Regions from separate parts of the Mus musculus genome. Here regions 1, 2, 4 and 5 are each linked to region 3. Evidence: chromatin contacts called from public HiChIP or PLAC-seq and Micro-C data. All regions are on one chromosome and are shown on one strand. The core of a region is the stretch at or near the end of the contact, and the rest is flanking DNA. Distances in the headings are between cores, read along the strand shown. Region 1 has its middle 9.3 kb from the start of Gm28441. Region 2 overlaps Atp2b4 (ATPase, Ca++ transporting, plasma membrane 4). Region 3 has its middle 4.1 kb from the start of Gm32039. Region 4 has its middle 37 kb from the start of Gm28441. Region 5 holds the start of Atp2b4 (ATPase, Ca++ transporting, plasma membrane 4).

Region 1 (2,700 bases), core at 29-2,528, 270 kb before region 3:
ATTATGCCTGTGAGTCTCAGTTTCCTCATTGGGAGAATGGGCATGCACCCATGAAGACCAAGTACGTGGTACAAGTCCTGTGTTAGTGTGGAAGAGTGAAAGCTGTGTGAAGCAGCCTCATAGAGTTAGGCAAGGGCTCAACCACTCAGTCACATTCTCTAAACCTCGGGATGGTTTTGATGCAACTATTATAGACTGATAAATGCATCAGTAGACAAACTCTCAAACCAAGCCAAGACCACTCTGGATTTCAAAGGAATATGACTTGATCAGGGCAGGTGCTTTAACTGCTTAAAGGGCACAGAAGTAGGCCACGGAACGGTGGCAGGGTAGGAAAGCTCAATGGGTAGCTACAAAAAATTGTCTCCGGGTTTTCTCCATTGGCTGAACAATTAAGGACAGGTATCCTTTTATTGACTGTGCTTGGAGAGTCCCAGAAAAGATAAGACATAGGTATTTTGATCTTATTCTTGAGAAATTCTCTGGTTTATGTGGAGGTCAGAGGTCATTCAGTCAACCAACAAATGTTTACAGAGCCACTTGTGAAATGGCTCTGACAGATGCCACAGGGTGGGTTAGCCATGGTCCCCGCTCTCCAGATGCAGGGGAGATGATTCCCCTCATGAGAGGCTTGATTCTTCAGGAGAGAAAATTACCACTGTGCCAGCTGTTTGTGTAGGAACCAAGAAAAAGGGCAAGCGGTCAGGGCTGGGGAGGCTAAGTCAGAGAAGACTTGGGGAGGAGGGTGGAGCTAGCCAGGAGAACCAGAGGGTCAGGGAGAGATGTGGGATGACCCTGTGGAACACTGAGTGGCTTCAAGGGAGTGACACAGAATGAGGTAAATAGGAGGGGCTGCTGGTGGAGGGACTGGAACCAGATGGATATTTCCCCAAAACCCCTCTAGCCAGGCGGCTGTGCCCTGCTGTGCACCTGCTTGCTATTCTCCCCTGGTTTTACTCAGGGATTTTTGTCTGGTTAACATCACAATGAACAGGAGCCCTAAGCCCTGGGCAGGGACAAGAGCAGGTGCCACAATGAGACAAGGGCACAGATAAGCCTTGACAGTTGTGAGGGACTAGTCACTAGAATGTCAGACTGTGGCCACCTGGCTTTTGCTGACCTCAGGCCTAGTCTAGAATGCAAGGAACAGGGGCCTGGCTGGTCTCTTCACCAGCTCTGTGTCTGCATTAAAGCCCGCCCACGCCGGGACATGCTGGGCCTCCCAGGAGCTGAGCCTGGCAGAGTCAGATAAATATTGATTGTCTGCTCAGCCATCCGTGCAGAGAACCAAAGGCCGGGCAGGAGGGGGAGCCTATCAGGCGGTCCTGATGTGAGGGAGTTGGGCGGTGCCAAAGGCTGAGAGGAGAAGCAGGTGTCCTAGGGTGATGAGCACCCACCCGGAGCACTTGGGGCTCTTGTCAGCTGCAAATGGTTCAGGGAGCATCAGGGCGAGCAGGGAGTCCAGCAGAATTAGAAGCGTCTTTAAGCTAAGAACAGTTGACTCTTCAGAGGCTGTTGAACTATCATTATCACAATGGTGAACTGTCTTCACCAGCTCCCTGTGTGGCTGTACCATTCATGACGGTTTTTCCGGTGGCTTGAGAGGTTGTGGGACCCTATCAAGAAAGACCAGCACTCCACTGGAGTCTGGCGCTGCTCAAGTGCAAATACCAAGCTCGAAGCTCCGAAGCTCCGGGAGGGATTTTCAAACTGAGAGTAGTGGTGCAAGTCAGGAACTCCAGCTCTTGGGAGGTGGAGATCAGAAATCTGAGCTCTTGAGGCTCAGATCTGCTACATTGTGAGCCTGAGGGTGAGACCTGGGTTTGTAAAACCACAGCAAACTGCAACACCCAACCACCACCACCACCACCACCAAAAAAAGTGTGTACGAGGTTGAGCCTAGAGGTCGGAGCATGCTAAGGCAAACCTGTAATCTCAGGATTTGGGAAGTTGACACGAGACTATTGAAGTTCCAGGCCAGCCTGGATTCCCAAGGCCCCAGAACAGCCAGGCTCTACCTTGCTGCCTTTTCTTCCTCGAGCTGGGCCAAGGGAGGGTGGGTGTTCTTTCCTTAATTCAGATACCATCCTAGGAGCTGTAAGTGTATGGAGGGATCCATGTTCACTACTTCATTCCTAGACCCCCTGTGCCTGTGATCCCACTGACCCCACAGGCTGAGCCTGCAGGGATGGGGTGGGAGTGGGGGTGGGGTGGGGTAACTTTGGGGAGAGAAGTGGTGGAGGTGACCTGCCTACTGTGCTGGGCTCTGTTGTCATTTTTATGGCTGTTTGTTTCCAAACACCCTTACGAAGGACTTGGGACTAAGAGCAAACTAAGACTTTCCCTTAGAAATTGTTCTTCTGTGTGTGGTGTGCACACCTTTAATCCTGGGACTTGAGAGGCAGAGGCAGGTGGGTTTCTGTGAGTTCAAGTCTAGCCTGCTATGCAAATTGAGTTTTACAGAGAAAACCTGTCTCAAAAAAAACCCACACAAAACAAAAACACGAAACAAACAAACAATTGTTCTTTCTTTCCAGGGTCCCACAGAGTAAGTGCTCTGCCACTGAGACACATCCTTGGCCCCCTAAAAAGAAGTCCTCTGTGGGAGTCAGGATGTGTGTAATTAAATGGCTAGGCTGCCAGGTGTGATGATCCACGCTTTTGGTTTCATGTGCTCAGGAGGCTGAGGTGGGATAAGCT
Region 2 (2,763 bases), core at 124-2,623, 380 kb before region 3:
GGCTCCTAAGCCTCAAGCCTTTCCCACCTGAGAAGCACCAAGAAGCACTAAGCTGCCCAGGAGATGAACCCATTGTTCCAGTTGATTGCACTTGGGAAGGTGCCAGCATTTGTGGACACACAGAAGGGGACTTGATTCCTGTAATCTCCCAGCCACTTCATTACACTCACACTCTGTCTCCGTCTTGACTCTTCCTTCCCAGTGGGATCTTTGTCTTTTTTAAGACAACTGAACAGAGCTATAAAGCAGGCACACATCAGGAAGATGGGGCCAAGGGCAAATCGAGCTGGGAGAGAAATGCGTTGTACATGTGGGGTGGAGGGACTGAGACACGAATTGGAACACAATTAGCTAAGCTGACTTTCATCCCTTCCTTAATCCCGCTTTTAGCTTGGGAAGCGGCACTAGGGGATTCTCAGTATAGACTTGAGATCTGCGGAGAACAGTCCAGGCCAGAACTAAGCATGGTATTAAGGGAAGGATGAAACTCAAAGCTACGATGACATTGTCGCAATTAGTATTAACACTCACTGAGTACTTATAACAGGTATTGTCATGTTTTTGGTTCAATAATCGTTCACTAGTTAACAACAAGTAATGATCACTCTGTTATCCTATGTGGAGATCCCTAATAAATGGACTGGCTAAGGAACTTGCCCATGGCTACTAAAGTTTGTGAAGAGAAGAAGGGTGATTCCAGCCCCAGCGGCTTCCAGAGGCTGTGCTGATCCGAGTGTCACCCTCCTCTCTGGAGCATCTGTAGGACTGATTTATCTCAAGTGGGAGCTGGGCATTCAACCAGCCACCGTGAAGCAGAGAAGAGGCGGGAAAGCTCTGAACTACAGCAGCACCACGGCAGTGGAGTAGCCCTGGGTCAGACTGTGGCATCGTCAGCACGACGTTTGCTTTTTGCGTTTTGCTTTTGCCTTTTTTTTTTTTTAAAGATCCTTAGGTTTATTTTTTAATGGAAAATTTCCACTTTTGTTTCAAAACGCTTTTTTTTTTTCAGTCTCTAAGAATGGGGGACAGAGAACCTAAGTTCTGAAGTGAAGGCAATGGTTACTCCAGCCTGGCACCCCAAGACAGAAGGAACTTGAAACTGTGATGGAGGGAAGGGGGAAGGTTGGGTCAGGTGAAACAAGGAGCTGGGGTCTGCAGCTTTAGGGATCTGTAGAGGGCACCCCACACTCACCTGACCCCACAAAAGTTCTCCAATCCCTATAAAGAGACACCACATCCACTGCTCCATGGTCAGGCTTGTGCAGCTGAAGGGCTTCCCTCCCAGTTCAACAATCATGATCTGAAACACAGCAAAGCACGGCCTGCCACGGGGAGGCCAAGACCTCCGGGGTGGCTAGGGCCACAGCGCCCCCTGCAGGGCTCTTGGGGCACAAGTCCTAATGTTCTTGTGGAACAGGAAAGAAGTGCAGACGTGGAGAAGGGCTACAGATACAATCTTCATAGAACACTTCAAATGGGAATCATGTGATGGATGGCTATGAGTATCATGACAGCGATTAATATACGGTCTGGCAGGAACAGAGAAAGTTGGAGGCTTCCTGTGATGTAGGCTAGTGTGTGACAGAGAGAAGGCATGCAGAAGAGGAACATGTGTGTGTGTGTGTGTGTGTGTGCGAGCGCGTGCGAGGCATGTGTGTGTCAACGTGTGGGTCTGTAACCTAATCCATGTACCACAGAAGACAGAAGAGAGTGTCAGATCCTCTGGAGGTAGCATTACAGGTGATCAGGAGTCAAGTGATACCGAGTGCTGGAATTTAAACTCTGGCCCCCTCTTAACTGTTGCTGTCTCCAGCTCCAAGAAGATGTTCTTCGGTTGTGTGGCCTTCCCATAATCCTTTGTAGACAAGTATCTTAGTGAACCTCTAACTAGGTTCACTAGTCGGAACTGGCACAAGAAGGAAGGACCCCATCTTCCCACTACCAGGCAACTGTGCTCTTGATCCTCGTTTTCATACCAGGAGCCCAGGCAGGGTTATCCCAGCAGCTGTGTACGTACCAACCCATCACTCCTCTGTGAATCGTGCAGCATTTCCAATCAGAAACTCACTCAGAACAAAAGGGCCAGGGTGGGGACTGGGAGCCTACACTACCTATACACTACTACACTACTATACACACGCCATTTCATCTGTGCTGGCATGGGAAGGAGGTAGGAGATAGTGACTCTTCTCTTGGTCACTATATGGAACTTCTGCACATTTAGAAAGGTCATGAAAGAATTCTCTAAGTCATACTTGCAGGGGACATGCTCCCTTGCCTTGGAGCACCTGAGTGGGCTCAGTTCTAAAAACGAGGTACCCAGGAAAGCCAACTGAGACCCCCAAGGTGTTTACTCTTAGCCTTGGTCCTCGTAACTCCCTCTCCTAATCTTGGGCACCTAGAGAGAGTCCTAGCTCCCAAGCTCCTGCCCTCTGTCTCCCAGCACCCCTATCCCAAGCCCAGACAGAATCTTACCTGGCAGAAGAATGTGCCCAAAACTACAGTGCAGAAAATGATGTTGCGGTAGACGCCTGCAAACACGTTCTTCTCACCGTGGATCTTCCGAGCGTTGATTTCGTTGAAGAGTTGCATCAGCACAAACGTGTTGAAAACAATGGTGTAGTGCTGGCTGGGTGGCGAATTGAGAGGTGCCTTCCTCCCACTGTCAATGTCGAACAGTGTGTCGCCTGGTAGGGCAGGGCAATTATTAGAGGATGACTGTGGTCTCAGTGAGGGTTCAGGTTGAGACAGAATAGCCGTCCT
Region 3 (2,700 bases), core at 194-2,693:
GCAGGTACTGGAGAAATCTGCAGTGGCCACAGAGTAGTAGAGAGGACCCGCAGGCCAACAACTGATAAAAATCAAGATCTCGGGGGAGGAGGGCAGGTTTTGAAGTTTGTGTTTGTTTATTTGTGACTCAGGCTAGCCTAGGCTGGTCAGGAATTCACACTTAACCCAGTAACTCCTTGTGGGTTTGAACCTTGCGCAGTACTTCTACCTCCGCTTCCTGAACGCGGAGGCTGCAGGCTCCAAACACCACAAGCTGCTCCCACTGTCCTTCCTTCCTTGAGGCAGTCAGACCATGCTGCCCAGACTGGCCTTGAACTCTCAATCCTCCTGCCTCAGCTTTCAAGTGCTGCCACACACCAGGTTATATGAACCTTTTGAGTACCCAAGAAGCAGCTTTTGAATTTCAGCTCAGAGTGCCATGCTATAGGGCTAGGTCAGGCTTTCCTTTCTGACAGAGAGGCTGTATACTTTCCAGCCGGAATATAAGGGAGCAGATGCCCGAGACTGCTGTCGCTTGAGGTCTAGGTCCTGCTGGCCCTTTCTGAACCCTCCTGGCTCCTCCTCCCAGCCACTGGAGAACTGCCACATTGAGAGGCAGAACCTGGGAGGCGTCGGAGCCCATTCATTTTTAATAGTCCAGCTGCCATGGTCTCCCAGAAGTTCCGCTGCACACAAGCACTCTCAGTTGCCAGGCCTGGGTCTTGTCAATGTTTAATGGAAGCAAGGATCTTATCTGGAGTTCCAAGTCGTTTAGATTACTCCTGTGTAAGGACCTGTAGTGTGGGATGGTGAAGACAGATGGAAGACTCCTCAGAGTGACCCTGCTGCTCCCCGGGGCAGGAAGGGGTTCTTAGAGTTAAAAACAGTGTGTGGGTGGCCCAGGAAACAACGCAAACGGGACAGAAAGCCCTATCTCACTTTGGTCAGGGTCTGACCACACTGTCAACAGCTCTGCCTTGGAGTCGATTCCAGGTGCCCAGTGCACACCCTGCCAGGGGCCTCCTGGGAAATCCAAGACACAAGGTAATGGATGAAGTCTGGAGGGACTTAAAAATAGATGTCCATTGAGCCTGTTCTGGTGTCCCTCAGCAACCAAATCTGCCTGTATTTGGGAGAAGAGACACCATCTGGCTTGCCTCTAGTATCAAAGTGTTGCATGGAATGACTACAAGTCCACACTAACCTGCCAGACTGAGCTGGGCCGCTCTGTGCTCCCGGTCCTGACTCCAGAGCAACTAGGGGAGGGACTAGTGCAGCTCCCCAAGGCCCCGAGGAATGCCTTACGCAGAGAGTCAAGTTCTATTTGGGGAATGGAACATCACGGTTCTAAACACAAGCCGGATGTTATTTACAAAACTTGTCTAATGGCCCAGCCTCCATACCGGTAGCTCATTGGCTGCTCGTCTAATGGCTCAGCCTCCATACTGGCAGCTCATTGGCTTCCAGCTCAGGTTTCTCTAGCGGCTTTCTCCGGACTTTCTCCCGTCCTACCAGTTTCCTCCGCTTACAGATCAACATTCCAGCCGAAGTGTCTCACTGACCACTGACTGTCACTCACCGATGAGACCTGTGGAGGGAAGCTGGCAGGAGCAGTTCCTAACTGGGAGACTGAGGCTTGGGAAGGGGAGACCGGCAGGAAAGAAAGTCAGAATGATATCACCCTGCCCTGCTGTCTGCCATTCTTATGAGGGTTAAAATGAAAGACGGCCGAGGGCCTCTCCCAGTTCACCCGTGAAGCTCGAGTCTAAGTGATGGGTCAGGTGATTTAAGCTTTTTCACTCCAATTCAGACGGTGGAGAAGTCTGGCTGAATGGATCAAAACTGGCCAGCACACTGGACAGACCATTCCTAACACCTGGCCTTTTGCTATGTTGTGTTTGGGGAGGTTGGACTAGAGACTGGAAAATCCCAACAGACATTCCTAAGTCCCGGGAAAGTCTGACGCTGAGGTGTCAGGACTGTGGGCACATGCTCTTCTTGAATATCCCTGGGTCTCTTAGGCCACTCTGTCCCCTTTGCTCATCATCTTGTCTCATGCCTGTTCACCCAACACCTGCTCCATCACCACCTCTCCCACACAGCGCAGGCCCGTGGGCTGCATGTGGTATGTATAATAGTAGTCCTTGCCCCAGTGACCCGTGAATATTCAGTGAGCTAACTCATGTGGAATGCTTGGACCAGCATGGAGTAAAACCTCAATAAATATTAACTGCTACAAATGCCTGTTGCTGTATGGTTTCTCATCCTCCATCCAGGGTAAAGGAACTTTAAAGGAACCCTGTCACGCGAGCCCTTCTAGGCCCTAGCATGATCCCAGACCTGAACACGGACAGCTGTGCCCCGTGGGTTTTCTCTAAAGGTCACAAAGACTCATCGAGAAATGTCCAGGCTTAGGCGCTGACCTAGGAAACTAAAGACGAGGCTTTATTCCATCAGCAAACAGGTGGGCTTCCTGAGAACGCAAGGACACCTGTGAACGGCTCATGAGCAACACAGTGGCCTGGCTAGCCACCAAATACTACCATGATGGTGCTGACCACTGGGTCCTTAGGATCTAGAGCAGAGGAGGTTTGGCAGGGCAGCTCAGGTAAACCTCCTGGTGAGAGAGAGCTGCAGAGTCGTGGCTACTTTAAATTGGGGGGGGGGGCATTGCTGGATGAAGAGAGAGCCTCACCTAGGCTCCACACATTCTGTGAGTGA
Region 4 (2,700 bases), core at 52-2,551, 300 kb before region 3:
TGGAGTTGAGCACTTGCTTGGCATGCAAGAGGCCATAGGTTCGATTCCCAGCACCGCACAAACAGAATTAGAAATGGAACCGCCATGCGACCCAGCAATCGCACTGCTAGGTATGCATGTGAAGGAAACGAAATCAACACAGAGACATCTGCCGGCTCTGTCTATTGCAGCACCATTCACAACAGGGAGGAGATCAAAACAACCCGAGTACCCATCAGTTGATGGACTGGTAAAGAAAACAGGGCACTAATATACTAGAGTGTTCAGCCATGAAAGAACAGCAACCTGTCATTTGTATTTGCAACAACACAGAAGGAACTCGAGGCCCCTCATGTTAAGCGAAACCAGGCATGGCGAGACAGATACAGATGGCCCCGTGTGGAATCTGGAAAAGCTGATTTTACAGAGTTGAGATGGAATGGTGGTTGCCAGGTTTGGGGGGTGGGGAGAGAAGGATGAAGACAGGATGATGGACACCTCCTAGCTGGAGTTAGAGAGGAGTAAATATGTTCTGTTGTTCTATTCGAATGATAGGACTGGAGAAAATGATAGTGTGCTGTTCATGTACAAGAAATCACCTTTGAATTGCTCTTTTCTTCCCCACCGCAAGGAAATGATAAATAGTCTATATTTGAATAGAACAAAAATATGTATGATCCTGTGTCAATTTAGAATGACGTGTATACCATCTATTTTCTAGAGGGGGAAAAGAGTGGAGAAATGCTGTTAGTCCAGTAAGAATGCACCTAGAGAGTACCTGCCCCACCCTATCCTCTTCATCCTACTTCTCCTGGAAAGGGGGATGGATGAGAGGATCAGGCAATGGGCTGGGTGGGTGGCATCTCTGGGAGGCACTTGCAGGGAAGGAACACAGATGGCCTGGCAGATACCCTTCTAGGAAAGGGCAGGCTCAGGGTGGGGCCCATCACCTGTAAGGTAGTATCAAGCTTCTTGGGCTCCTAGGCACCCCAAATAAACAAACTCTCCATCTCCTTTCAAAGTTTGGTAGATCTTAATGAGGGGTGGGGGGAGGGGTGGTCCTGAGGCCCAGAACACTGAATAAAGAGCAAAGAACCATGGGTACCGAGAGGAGTCAACTTAGTAGTCTCAGCTGGCAGTCTGAGCTGCTGACAGGCAAGGCTGGGGAAGAGCTAGCCTAGGTCCCCCTTCCTCTCTAGATCTTATAGAAACTGAGAGTGTGACATAAGTCAGGCCCCTGCTGTTCCTGCTCAGGGACCTTACTCTACCCAGCAGCAAGCCTTGGGTAGATTCTGACTCTTCTAGTTCAGGGGTGCAAGGGGGGTGGGGTGGGATGTGTGTGCTCACTTAGTACCCTCTTTCTGACTCTCTTCAGACATCAAAGACCATAGCTGTGTGACAAATCTGACTCAGCCACTCCTTCCCACTGTCTCGGTAGTGAGCAGGGTTCCCAGAACAAGGAGAAGCTATAGAACAGAGGGCAAACCAGGGGCCCCTTCTGATACCTCGCATGCAACTGACTCTCCGCATGCTAACACTCCACCCCTCGGGACTAGCAAGATGGACCTGTAGATAAGGTCCCCTCCCTCGAAGCCTCTCCTGACCTGAGTGTGGGTGCCCTGGACCCACATCATACAGAAGAGAACACATTGTCCTCTGACCTCCAGATGCACCCTCCCTCCCAGATGTTTTTTAAGAAATTAAGCTGCCCTTTTCTTCTCACAAGTGTTGACTGAGTGCCTCTGTATGTCTCAGCACTGTGCTAGAAGCTGGGAATGTGAGGGGTGAGACAAACTAAGCTCCTTCAACTTGACCTTGGATCCAGGGACACAGAGATGGAAAATGGAAGGGGAAGGGAATGAGGGACCGGCAGGGACTGGAAGGCCAGAAGCCTCTACTCCTTCTAAGCCCTTTCTCCTGAGGGAGTACTCAGAGGGCAGAACCAGGCAGGAGGGTGGAGCCAGCTGCTGACAGGCTGACAATAGGGCGGGCCACAGAGGCAGCTAGAGGTGAGGGGGCCCAAATTCTGAATCAATATTCCCAGCCCCTCCCGGTTGCACAGCTGGGAGCAACAGCTGGCCTGAAAAGCAGTCACCACAGCTGCCCTAGAGGCAGGACACAAGACCACTAGAGCAGGTGCCCTAGTGCGCTTATCTAAGCAGGCATTTCAGGAAGCAGCCATCCTTGTCTACCAGTGTCTGCCCCCAGGATTCTCTCCTCCCCTTCCTATAGAATAAGGACATCAATTCTTCCTGGGGCTGGAAATACAATTAGGTTACAGTGGCAGAGAGGTACAGTCTGAGCCATCACCAAACACTCCAAATGAAGGCGTACTCTTGAGGCTTTCCTGGTTACCCTTAAACTCTCCTAGCCTCTGTCTCTTTCCCAGGGTCTCTGCAAGGCTTTTTCTCATAACCCAGACAGGTAGCTGGCTTAGCTAGCTTGCCTGATTCATAGGGCCCTCTTGTGAAATCTCCCCTTTCCCCTAGGCCCCTTTCCATGCTGATCCCTGCCTGGAACAACCCTGGTCTTCTCCCTTCCAGATAAGGAGGACCCAGAGCAAGGGGGTGGGGGTGGGGTTACAGGAAAGGGTCTCTAGTTAGGAAGAACCAGGAATAGGAGGAGCTGGGGGGGGAGAGCAGGTGGATCTGAAGACTCCCTGCCAGACACCCCAACTGGAGGAGGAGATAGTTGGTCTGCAGAATAGGGACTTCTTTTCCC
Region 5 (2,700 bases), core at 52-2,551, 350 kb before region 3:
GGCAATGTACTGAGAATCTGTCTTAAATTAAAAAGCAAAACAGTGGGCTGAGGCTACAGATTAATGTCGGGGCGCTGTACAAAGCCCTGGGTTTGGACCCTACATGGTGGGGAAAAATTTTTATTAGACAGGGTTAAAAAAAATCAGAAACTCCAAGACAGAAAATATTAATTTATCCAAATACATATTTATGATATGCCAACCCATTTCTGTGTACAGTAAGGTACTCAGATGGCTGGAATACTACTTCCTGTCGTCTTTTCTCATCCATTGAGCTTTAAGATCAGTGTGAGGAAGATGTCCATCTTAAGCTCTTCTGTAATCAAAATCTAATTAAGTGAGGACATTGACTATACTGATAAGTGCATCTACATAATAAATAAGGACCCTCCATACGATGGACCGACACAGAAGTAGGAGGAGAGAATGACTCAGAGATCACAGTTCCTAAACGTGGTAGAGGAGGAAAGCTCTTCATGCCCTCCCTCAGTGGCCACCTCGGCTTTAGAGGTCTGTGCTCTCCCCACCAGACCAGACACAACTTATTGGATCTCCAGAACCGGACTTTCCCTAGAAGCTAGACAAAAATATTTCAAAATCCTACTCACTGCCCCCAATCCCCAACCCTTGAAATGGCCTTTACCTTCTATAGGGGAGGTTTTCAGTCTAGTGCAGATTTCCTGTACCCCTCCGTAGTGGGCACTGATCTGGGCCACTGCATCAGCTCCACGAAGCTCCATGAGCTTTCGCAGGTCCATTAAGGTGCAGCCAAACTCCCCTTCATGGCTCTCAGCCACTGTGTTGGCTGACACGCTTTGTCCTGGTGGATTCGTCATTTTGCCTTCTTCAGTTACCAGACTCTCAACCAGAGAAGATGTAGAGTTTCCCCTCTAACTGATCAGTGTCTCTTGCCTTCTATTCGCCGTTTCTTCCCACTTCTTTCTTCTCTGGGAGGTCAGTTAGGGGATAAATTGACAATATCTCGTGCAATAAGTTTCAGAGTAGCAACACCCGGCCTAGATCCTTGCTTCTGTATTAAGTCTACTAGTGAGAAGAGGAAGAGGTTGGGGGAACTTAGTAAAAGATGGACGTGGTGTCACGATGATTGGTGTCCTCTGGGTGGAGATGGGAATGGTTGTCCAGAGTAGGTAGGTTCCTAGTTTAGACTTCTTGTCCATATAGAAGTGTAAACAGGATAAGCATGTTACCATGGAAGCAACCTTAGCAACAATCAGCAATTACGATGGTAGGCTGGCGTCAGGAAAAAGAGGAGGGCTCCCTGGATAACGATGAGGGCTAGGCCTCTGGAATAGAGATGCAAAAAAAAGACAAAAAGGAACAATTAGAACAGCCATGAGGATCCAGGATCTGCAAGGTACTCTCGAGAAGAAGGGTTTAAATGACAGTTGGTGGCTGAACGGAACTGAGAACTGAGGCCTGAGCTCAGTATCCAGGCTCATGGGAAGCCCTGGGTAGGCCTGCTGGCTGGGAATGTAGAGGATTTATCTCAGAAACATCATCTTTAAGCCTTATTTCTTCCAAATCAAGGCACACAAAATAACTCAAGGAACTCGCATATAAAAGGTTATAACCTCTAATGCTCCTCCCCTTCATGGGCTGACTGACCTATAGGATACATTAGTCTGGCCTTACCTGTAAGATGTGAGAAGAATCAGAAAAGGAATCTAGACCCAAGGGGGCTGAAACATGGCTTGCTTGTGCACCTTCTACTCCCAACACAGACATTTACAATCCAGAAAGACAGGCTGATAAAAGGTCTCTTAGAACACTCAGCCTTCAGTGGTATGAAAATTTGGAAACCTACAGCAGTTATCTGGCACCAAATTTTGGTCTCAAGGCTAAGCCCTCGCAGAGGCTTTTCCTGGTAAGAAAAGAGTGAAACACGCTAACAGTTTATGACACAGGGTGGATTCAGTTTTTCTATAAGGGCCAGGTGGAGCTCTGGGAAGAAAGATAGTGAGTGTTCAAGTTTTTCCAGTGTAGGAGAGATAAGAGAACAGTCTGTTCAGCCCATAGACAGGTCCCAACACTGTCCTCAGGGTAAGGGAGCAACCAGAGGGGCTCATGTTAGCATAGTGACACATCAGAGAAAGGTAGGCATTTTTCCCTCAGCAAGATAGACGTTAGCTGGAGCACATACTGGCTAGGGTGTGCAGGCACAGCTAAGGGTATGTGGGGATGAGAGGGGCTGAAGGTGGCTTAGAGACTGAGCTGAGCCCTATGCTCAGCTGCAGACAAGGGCTGGCTACATGTTATATATCAGCTCCTCCGATAGGAGAGGCTCAAGTATGTAGGGCCCCATTCTGGTGAAATAACCACCCTGCAATTGGTCGATGCTGCCAGGGTCTGGCAAGGCACTCCAATTGGCTAGGTAATAAACAAATGCTTTTTTTTTTTTTTTTTTTTTTTTTTTTTTTTTTTTTTTTTGCTTCTAGAAGGTGAATACAACTCTTGAGTCATCAGAGAAGAACTTGGCTCTTTTTATCAATTTATTTTCTCCAGAAATCCCATCTGGCCAAAGCTCCTGACTGATTTCAACCAATCCTGTTTCAGGCAGGTTCCTCTGGAATGGAGGTTATCCCACTTCTGCCCCTCAGCCAGCATGTTCCATCCACCTCCCCAATACCCCGACTTACAACAAGTTAAGCAAGCAGGGAATCCTGAGAAGGTTCCCTGAGG

Evidence for each region. Hi-C and Micro-C count contacts between places; a contact is called where the count stands out from the background. HiChIP or PLAC-seq counts read pairs in DNA pulled down with a chosen protein or histone mark.
Region 1: a Micro-C map of the G1E-ER4 cell line shows a contact between it and region 3. The contact joins two enhancer-like sites. A contact is called at or near these places in 3 of 484 Hi-C or Micro-C datasets (CD4 T cells and the G1E-ER4 cell line) and 3 of 115 datasets of contacts at active chromatin or transcription factors (bone marrow-derived macrophages, embryonic stem cells and thymic regulatory T cells).
Region 2: a contact with region 3 is called in an H3K27ac HiChIP or PLAC-seq map of trophoblast stem cells, with 4 times the contacts expected there. The contact joins two enhancer-like sites. A contact is called at or near these places in 2 of 39 promoter capture datasets (the 3T3-L1 cell line and neural stem cells), 11 of 484 Hi-C or Micro-C datasets (the 3T3-L1 cell line, CD4 T cells, CD8 T cells and 7 more), 10 of 115 datasets of contacts at active chromatin or transcription factors (differentiating embryonic stem cells, embryonic basal ganglia, embryonic hindbrain and 6 more) and 2 of 9 other capture datasets (adipose tissue and embryonic stem cells).
Region 4: a contact with region 3 is called in a BATF HiChIP or PLAC-seq map of CD8 T cells, with 7 read pairs. The contact joins two enhancer-like sites. A contact is called at or near these places in 4 of 39 promoter capture datasets (3T3-L1-derived adipocytes, cranial neural crest, embryonic stem cells and 1 more), 8 of 484 Hi-C or Micro-C datasets (CD4 T cells, CD8 T cells, the G1E-ER4 cell line and 5 more), 5 of 115 datasets of contacts at active chromatin or transcription factors (CD8 T cells, bone marrow-derived macrophages, effector CD8 T cells and 2 more) and 2 of 9 other capture datasets (adipose tissue and liver).
Region 5: a contact with region 3 is called in an H3K27ac HiChIP or PLAC-seq map of embryonic stem cells, with 5 read pairs. The contact joins the promoter of Atp2b4 here to the enhancer-like site in region 3. A contact is called at or near these places in 1 of 39 promoter capture datasets (neural stem cells), 5 of 484 Hi-C or Micro-C datasets (cerebellar granule neurons, embryonic stem cells, erythroblasts and 2 more), 6 of 115 datasets of contacts at active chromatin or transcription factors (the NIH/3T3 cell line, embryonic basal ganglia, embryonic limb bud and 1 more) and 1 of 9 other capture datasets (embryonic stem cells).

The regions. Positions count from the first base shown.
Region 1 is chr1:133,824,538-133,827,237 of GRCm38.p6, forward strand. No RefSeq gene overlaps it. Among named protein-coding and RNA genes, the nearest start is that of Gm28441, 9.3 kb to the right of the region's middle. Within about 2 kb of position 1,279, at least 33 of the 459 cell types and tissues checked have an H3K27ac peak or open chromatin away from gene starts, as enhancers often do. A contact at or near this core is called in the G1E-ER4 cell line, where this site is marked.
Region 2 is chr1:133,715,313-133,718,075 of GRCm38.p6, forward strand. It overlaps Atp2b4 (ATPase, Ca++ transporting, plasma membrane 4), which reads right to left. Exons shown (of 20, transcript NM_213616.4): 17 at 2,476-2,687; 18 at 1,193-1,300. Among named protein-coding and RNA genes, the nearest start is that of Mir6903, 10 kb to the right of the region's middle. Within about 2 kb of position 1,374, at least 6 of the 459 cell types and tissues checked have an H3K27ac peak or open chromatin away from gene starts, as enhancers often do. A contact at or near this core is called in CD8 T cells, differentiating embryonic stem cells and trophoblast stem cells, where this site is marked.
Region 3 is chr1:134,097,963-134,100,662 of GRCm38.p6, forward strand. No RefSeq gene overlaps it. Among named protein-coding and RNA genes, the nearest start is that of Gm32039, 4.1 kb to the left of the region's middle. Within about 2 kb of position 1,444, at least 401 of the 459 cell types and tissues checked have an H3K27ac peak or open chromatin away from gene starts, as enhancers often do. A contact at or near this core is called in CD8 T cells, the G1E-ER4 cell line, the NIH/3T3 cell line and 9 more, where this site is marked.
Region 4 is chr1:133,796,645-133,799,344 of GRCm38.p6, forward strand. It overlaps a transcript of Atp2b4 not described here. Among named protein-coding and RNA genes, the nearest start is that of Gm28441, 37 kb to the right of the region's middle. Within about 2 kb of position 1,302, at least 12 of the 459 cell types and tissues checked have an H3K27ac peak or open chromatin away from gene starts, as enhancers often do. A contact at or near this core is called in CD8 T cells, Th1 cells and erythroblasts, where this site is marked.
Region 5 is chr1:133,752,446-133,755,145 of GRCm38.p6, forward strand. Atp2b4 (ATPase, Ca++ transporting, plasma membrane 4) reads right to left here and starts at 1,302. Exons shown (of 20, transcript NM_213616.4): 1 at 644-1,302. The coding sequence starts at 836.